Regions from separate parts of the Oryctolagus cuniculus genome. Here region 2 is linked to region 1. The links are chromatin contacts, called in public Micro-C maps. All regions are on one chromosome and are shown on one strand. The core of a region is the stretch at or near the end of the contact, and the rest is flanking DNA. Distances in the headings are between cores, read along the strand shown.

The links. Hi-C and Micro-C count contacts between places; a contact is called where the count stands out from the background.
Region 2: a contact with region 1 is called in a Micro-C map of ear pinna, with 4 times the contacts expected there. The contact joins the promoter of SGK1 here to the enhancer-like site in region 1. A contact is called at or near these places in 3 of 6 Hi-C or Micro-C datasets (ear pinna, skin fibroblasts and an unstated tissue).

The regions. Positions count from the first base shown.
Region 1 is chr5:34,613,691-34,617,702 of mOryCun1.1, reverse strand. It overlaps a transcript of SGK1 not described here. Among named protein-coding and RNA genes, the nearest start is that of SGK1, 78 kb to the left of the region's middle. Within about 2 kb of position 2,087, at least 1 of the 8 cell types and tissues checked has an H3K27ac peak or open chromatin away from gene starts, as enhancers often do. A contact at or near this core is called in ear pinna, where this site is marked.
Region 2 is chr5:34,691,378-34,695,389 of mOryCun1.1, reverse strand. SGK1 (serum/glucocorticoid regulated kinase 1) reads right to left here and starts at 1,710. Exons shown (of 12, transcript NM_001082056.1): 1 at 1,591-1,710; 2 at 1,388-1,463; 3 at 935-1,010; 4 at 456-560; 5 at 260-343; 6 at 11-142. The coding sequence starts at 1,666.

The sequences.
Region 1 (4,012 bases), core at 838-3,337:
TTTCCAGTGGGGCCGCAAGGGTCAGGATGTCTCTGGCTCTTTAAGAAAACCATTCTGTGGTGCAGCTGGTTAGCGCCCTGGCCTGAAGTGCCAGCATCCCATATGGGTACTGGTTCTGGTCCCGGCTGCTCCACTTCTGATCCAGCTCTCTGCTGTGGCCTGAAAAAGCAGTAGAAGAAGGCCCAAGTCCTTGGGCCCCTGTACCCATGTGGGAGACCCGAAAGAAGCTCCTGGGTCCTGGCTTCGGATTGGCGTAGCTCTGGCCGTTGCGGCCATCTGGGGAGTGAACCATTGGATGGAAGACCTCTCTCTCTCTCTCTCTCTCTCTCTCTCTCTGCCTCTCCTCTCTCTGTGTAACTCTGACTCTCAAGTAAAAAATAAATAAATCTTAAAAAAAAAAAATTCCCCAGAGGCTAATGTGTGGTCTAAAAAATAGAATAGGCAGTACAAATAGAAATCTCTTGATTATTTTTGACGAGAACAATATGGATGACTTTCTGGATTGCCACATGCTTTGCTCACATCCTCTAATGAGGTAATGCATAGTCCTATGTGGCGATGTCCCTGATACAGCACACAAACACCGGAGTAGACAGGTAGCCTTTGGAATTCCCCATCCTGCGTGCCCTTGGGATTCCCCACTCCTTTCCTCCTGAGCCGCATCCCTGCATCCTGCTCTAGCTTTGCAGGTTCTAACTTTGGGTGTCTCTGGACTGGGTCTGGGGGATGGGGTGTGGGGGAGGACTGGAGAGAGAGGACACAGCTGTGTGTGCCCAGAGGCCTGCCCCCTGTGCTCCCCTCCACTACGGCAGGTTGCTCTGAGGATTAAACACTCCCCTCGCTCTGCTCTAGTGTAACAGAACCTTGGAGGTCCATACATATGAGGAGTCTTCCAAAAGTCCACGGAAAACCTGTAGTATGAAAAAACGGAGCGTGGATTTCCAAACCGGTTTCCACAAAGCAGACTTCGCTTTTCATTCTGCATTCCCGTGAACTGTTTGAAGTCCTCATCCTGCCTGCAGCTCAGTAACTATGCAGTGGCATTCTTCTTCCTCCCCAGGGAGGCACCTGCTGAGTGGCAGAGATAAAGCCCCGGAACTCACTAACCTGACTTTCTTGTGGAAGGGAGGTGAACTGTTTTTCATTCCTTTACACTGGGAGACTGATCATTCTTGTTTGCCTGAGTCTTTCCTGGATTTAGAAAATATGTTTTAAAAAAGAGGAAGTTAGGAGATGATATTTCAGATGCGATTTCTAAGGGGCAGTGTGTGTTACCTGCTTGCGGAATTAAAAAGTAAGACCTAGGGAAATAGAGGAGCAAGACTAATCCCTGGGACGAGATCTCCCAGTTCATATCTAATCCACCAGGCTTTCGACCCTTCCTCCCCGCTGTCCTCCAAGATACGCCCTTTCCAGTATTTTTCCCTTCTCCTTCTCTCTTTCTCTCTCTCTCTTGGCTACTGTCTCATAGCATATTAAACATGCTGTCCTTGCAATATCTCCAAATGCCAGCAAGCTAACTAAAAGCAGCCCTGAACAGCCACAAACTCTGCTTGGGCTCTGCCCCTACTTTCCTGTCTACCCCAATTCCTTTCCTTCTTACCCAGCTTTCATTTCCTCCCCTCACGTGTTCTTCTCCACTATTGCACTTAGTCACGAAGTTGGATTTATGGGTCACTTCGTACCTGATGGGACTAAAGTGAAGAACATGACAAAGAGTCTCACTCCTTTGAACACAGTTTTCACCAAGATGCCAGAAAATCTGCATGGCCAAGTTTCATGGTTGTTTCTCTGTGCTTACCTCCTTTGCACACACGCAGATGCTCCTTGACTTACACAGGGGTTCTGTTCTGATAAATGCATCATAATTCAAAATAGCCTCAGTCAAAAATGCATTGACTGTCCCCCTCCTTCCACCGAACCTACTGCCTGTCGGAGCCTGGGAGCAGTGCTTTGCAGAGTGTCAGCGGTGTCCCCCTTCCGTGACGGGGGCTGCCTGGGAGCAGAGCTCACTGCTGCTGCCAGCGCTGGGAGAGAGAATGGAGCACATATCACAGGCCCAGGCAAAGATCCAGAACCAAATGTCAGAGTATCGTTTCTACTGAATGTGCATGGCTTTTGCACCACTGTGAACTCAAAAAAAAAAATCCTAAATCAAGCTGTCCTAAATGCTGGGAGCTGACTGTATCGTGTAGCATTGGAAGCTTCCAACGAAGGTTCAGCAATGGTTCGCTTGACCTTAGGTTGGAGGCAGGGGGAGGGAGACCCAAATGCAGAACTCAGTGAAGATGCTTGCATTTCAGTGGAGACTAATGCAGGGGTCTGTGGTTTATCATAGTTTAGGATTTCATGTAGCAAACACTTTCAGCATGCGCTCCAGAACAAACCCTGCCTGGTTGAAAATCCCAGGACCACCACTTGGGAAACCTGCTGATGTGTTCCCAGGGCTCAGTTTCTGCACATGTAGAATGGACATACTAACTTTGCCTACTTCACCAAGATTTTGTGAGGCCCAAATGAAGCCATGCAAGTAAGCCCAGTGCCTGACCCTGAGTGAACAGCGATGCAAGTTTGCTGTGAGGTTTTCAGCTCCGTTCCGTAAGAGAGTTTTATACAAAGTGCCAAGGGAGAGAAGGTGAAGGATATTTAGCCAAGTAGGGGGGAATCAGGGAAGCCTTCCCAGAGGAAGTGGTAGTTAAACTGAATCCTGACTGTTGAGTTAAAAGAGGACAGATGAAGAGACATATGCAAGTCATCTCTAGCCGAAGGGTTGGCAGAAACAGAAATACAGAGGCAGGAATCTGTATGGGATGTGAGGAAAATAAACCCTAAAAAGGAGAGGCAGAGATAAAGTTTGAGTCCTGAGGCAATGCGGGGCCACAGGAGTGGGGTGGTCCAGGGTGCCTTTCCATGCGGTGGGAAGGATTTCAGATGATCAAGGACACAAGGGGCTAGTTGAGTCAGGAATGGGTTAGAAACTAGATACAACACAAGGCAAACAGTAGTAGATACAACACAAGGCAAACAGGAATAGTAGCTTGGAGAATGGGAAGAAAGGATGGAGCATCGGATCTGTCAGACAGGGGCAAGCATCTGGCACAGCTGTTGTGATGCCACCTGGGACACCCGAATCCCCCATCCCAGTCAGTGCCTGGGTTTGGGTCCTGGCTGCTGCAGGCATTTGGGGTATGAACCAAGGGTGGGAGATCTCTCTCTGTCTCTGCCTGTCTGCCTTTCAAATAATTTTTTAAAAAGCCACATTTTTTTAATAACATGGCACACATTCATGTTCTTTGTTGGTCTATTTCCTATTAGATTGTGAGTTTCATAAGGACCGAGACACCATTTTCTCTTATGGATTCATTAATGGAGCATTCACAGACTTTCTTCTGGGTGTTCCCTCTGTCCTAACTTGTTCTCATCTCATTTGCTGTTTGCTGTCACCTTGAGCAGAAGCTCACATGGAGAGACGCTACCATGACGCGAGAGACTAGCACAGCTCCCACAACACAGAAGGAGCTGGTGGAAGGTTTAGTGATTGACCCAATCCTAGGGACCTTTGAAGTCCTAGAAGTGAATCTTAAGAGGTCACTCTGTCATGAAGAAGCTGGAGTCTTACAGGAGAGACCGACAAGGACATCAGCCAATGTACAACAGGGTTAAAGCTAGTCTGACTTCATCTCTGGGGACAGTGGGCTAGGGCTGTGATGGGGGTGGGTGGCAGTGGTTTGGATGGAGGGCAGCATGTTTACAGTCATGCTTGTAGGGTGTGCCAAGCTTGGGGGTGAGCATCAACAGCAAGATACAAAGCCAAAGAGCCAAGGGTGACATCCAAAGGACTTGGAAATGTTAGCCCTCACCCACAGGGAGGGAGCCTGACAATTTTTGCAAACTTTTGAGTGCTCTGATCAGATTTGTTGTGCTCTGCAGGAATCAGAGTAGGCTCAGGGAAAAGCAGCCTGGAGCAGGTGCACAACTCCATCTATGGAGGGGCCTCAAGAAGGACCATCTT
Region 2 (4,012 bases), core at 461-2,960, 78 kb before region 1:
ACTCGCTCACCTCTCCACCGTTAATGTAGTCTAGGACAAAGTACAGCTTGTCGGCCGTCTGGAAGGAGAAGTGCAGGCCCACCAGGAAAGGGTGTTTCACGTTCTTCAGCAGCACGTTCCGCTCAGACATAATATGCTTCTCCTAGGAGGATGACAACCCAGACTGAGCGACAAACTTCAACTTGGCACCCACTCCCAAGGCAAAGCTGATTCAGTGAGCGTCCACTCACAGCTCCAACCCACCAGCCCCTTCTCCTACCTCCTTCTTTTTCAGGATTGCTTTTTTCTGCAACACCTTGACTGCATAGAAGGCTTCCTCTGCTTTGTGTCTCGCTAGTAGAACCTGAAATTGCAATAAGAAAAAAAAAAATCATCCTTTTTGGGTCCTCATCCAGGGAGAGTGTAAAATGAACACATACGAGAGTATATACAAAGGTCTCCGGATCTGAAATTACCTTTCCAAAACTGCCCTTTCCAATCACTTTTAGGAAGTGAAAGTCTGATGGTTTAGCATGAGGGTTTGATGATGGGCCAAGGTTGATTTGTTGAGATGGACTTGGCTGAAAAATAAAACATTCTCCTTTAGTGTCACCGCTTTCAAAGGCAGACGTCCACAATAAAGCATAAAAGCTGGATGCAAGTCCCATACGTCTATCAACGCACTCAAAACTATTTTTCAACCACACCATGTCATTATTTCAAGTGAGTATGGAGATTAAACGGATAAAACTTTTATGAAATATGCCTTCAGACAATACTCCACTGACTCAATACTTAACTAGTTATGTCACCTGTTATGTCCTTAACTAATGAGACATTCCTGCCTTCATACTAATTTCCAGAAATGCTATTTTAATCCATCAATGTAGGGATACTAGGTGACTCACTTAACAATTCTCCCCCATAGATGCTTCACAAACGGAACGATACTCACCGGAGGCGAAGGGTTGGCGTTCATAAGCTCGGGCTCCTGAGGTTGGGAGATTTTCAAAATGGACTGAACTTCAGTGCTGCAGAGGAAAAAAAAACACACACACGTTGGAGCCTCCTCGCGCCCCACTAGGGGGCACAGCAACACCACCAGTTGAGTTTCTGGCTCGAAGTTTCCCCGGAGAATCCAGGACTTCAACTGCAAACACCCAAAATCATCTACTGGGCCCTTTGAAGCCAACAGTGAGCCCAGCTGTGTACAGAAATTGAGGTGGTTTTTCACGCGGAGGGCGGGCGACAAGGAGGCAAGCCCGTCTCCGTGTTAAAAACGTCTCAAGTAAACCAGGATTTGAGGAGAAATGAGATCTCCACCCCGACGTAACCCAGCGAGGGGAGACGACTCTGCTACCCTGCCGGCGCTACTGACTTTAATTCCCGCAATCCCACCCGAACTTACTGCTTGCACGCATAGGAATTATTAGCGATCTTCTGAATAAAGTCGTTCAGGCCCATCCTCCTCTGCTTCATGAACGCTGTGAATGAAAGAGGAGAAATAAACGAATGCTCAGATGGCTTCGTAACGTCCGCCGCCACACACACTCCGTGATCCGCGACCTTCCGAAAACTCGCACCGCGCGGCGGCCTGACTCCTGCACTCACCGATGAGGATGGCCACCATGCCCCTCATCCTGGAGTAAGTGAGGGGGCCCCTAGCAGCCTCGGTTTTCACGGTCATCGCCACGGTGAGACCACAGCGAGTCGTTGGGAATGAGAGACCGGCTCAGCCAACTCTGCGCTCGGGCCGCGCGCCCGGCTTTATAAAGGCTGCGCCGGCAGGGGAGGGGCCCGACCGGCGACAAAGGAGCGGCGCGGCCCCGCCCCCCAGCGCAGGCCCCGCCCCCGGCCGCCGCGCCGCGTCCCGGCGGGACGGCAGCCCGCGGCGGGCGGTTCTGTCCCCAGCCTGAGGGCGAGCCGCGGGCGGAGGTGGGGGACTCGGGAGCCGCCCGGGGAGGGCAGTTTCGCCAGTGTTCGGCGCCCCGGGGCGCGGGCGGAGGTGGCGGGAAAGGATGCGGAGTAATTTTCCATTTTTCTCATTTATTCCGTTCGGCGAGGAAGTCAGGGTAGCAGCGCCGAGCTGCCTTCCGGACGCAGCCCGGCGGGCCGGCGGCCCTGCGCGAGCCCACACCCTCCCCCGCAGTTGCACTCTCTCGGCGATAGATAGCCCGGGACCCCCGCCCCGGCGCCCCCCGGTTTCCTCCCCGCCGAGGCCGGGCGGAGCGTGCGACCGCCCGGGAGTTCTCTCAGGCGCAGGCGTCTCAGCGCGCCCTCATCTGCAGGGTCAGCGCGGGGCCGGAGCTCCCGGGCCGGTCCTCCCCGCTCCCGCCGCCCGGTCACGCCGCTCTCCGTCCACCCCCCACCCCTTCTCCCGAGCCCGAGAACCGGGCCGGAGCCATGCGCCCGCGCGCACCGGAGGAGCCAAGTCCCCGCGGGGGCCGAGGCGCGCTTACCCAGTCCGCTCAGCAGGAAAGACTCGCTCCTTTTCTGCGCCTCGGCCCTCTTTTTGTGGCGGGGCCGGAGCAAGGACTCGAGCCGGGCCCTGGCGAGCGCTCCCTGCATCTCCCCCATGGGCAGCGGGCGGCGGGCGAGAGCGACCGGAGAGCACTGACGTTTCCTTGAAGGAGCCGCCGTGACTCAGGCCGGGCAAGATTTCCTGCCCGGGTCCCAAAACAAACAAATGGCCCTTGTGCACGGCCGAGCCGCTTCCGAAAACGCCTTTTTTGTGCTTTTGGCCAAAACCAAGCAAGGCTGGAAAAAAAAAAATCCCAGAACTTGGAAGAGGAGGAAGGAAGGAAAGAAGGAGGGAAAAGGGGGGGGAGGGGAGTCAGGAATGTGTAGGGGAGGGGGCGGAAGCAAAATTCGGCTCTGCATTGAAGACAAAGTGCAATCTGCAGCCCCCCCCCACCCCTTTTGTAATTTCTAGAGAACATTCTGTCCGTTTTGCGTGCACTTTTTTTCCCCCTTGCATTTTAATCCGCGCCACGCCGAGAACACGTGAGGAGGCCGGTGAGGGCGGCGGCGGCGGCGGCGCGGACCTGGCGTGACCCGGGCGGCAGAGGGCGGCGGCGGCGCCCGGCCCGCGCCCGCTGCTCTGCCGCCTCAGAACTCCGCAAGGTCAACGCTACCCTGTCTTAGAATCCCTTCGTTTGCCCTCCTCGTCCCTGCCGCCCGCAGAGTCGCCTGCGTTGGGCTGTTTCCCGCAAAGTGGCGTCTCCTGCACCCCCACAGGGACGAGCCGGTGACGGCGCTCCGGCGCGCGGACCGGGGCTGGAGGCTGCCCGCGGCGGCCGGGCTGTGCAGGCGGCGAGGCCGCTGCCTTCCAGTAACCCCGTCGCTGGGAGCCGCCGGGGCGCTGCAGCCCAACCGCGGGCGCGGGGACGCGCGCCAGCGCTGGCCGGGGGGTGTCTCTGGCTCAGACCTGGCCGGGAGCGGCAGAGACGGCTGCAAGTTCCCCCTCTTCGCTGGGCCGGGTACCTGGCGCTCGCCGCTGCCGTCTGCGGTGGCTGCCCTGCCCTGACCCCTTGCTGCCCTGCCATTTTAGAGTTTGCCTACTGGAGCCTCCACACTCCCAAACACCAGCTGTCGACCCAGGAATAGCCTGCGAGGCGCTTTTTCCCTTGGTCTTGGGCAAGGATTTGTTGTGCAGGCACAGCCACCTCGTTTGCCCTAAAATGATCTAGTCTGGTATCCTGCTTGGGTTTTTCGGTCGCAACAGCCCCAGCTCGGGAGAAGAGAGCATGCATCCTTCTCTCTCTTGGAGACTGGTTGATGAAGTTTGCTTAGTGCTGCTCTCTTAACACAGCACGGGCTCCAACTTAAAGCAAGGTTTGGGTAATTCCATATCATAGTAATTGGCCCGTGTCTGCTTCCTTGTGAACAGATTCTGCCCAGAATACCAGCTATTGCCATTGTACCCCTGGCCCATGTTCTGCCAGTCAACCAACCCAGCCCGGTCCTGTTCCCACCTGTTCCTCGCCAAGTCTTGCCTTGACAAGACAGCAAACATCACTCAGACTGCCTACAA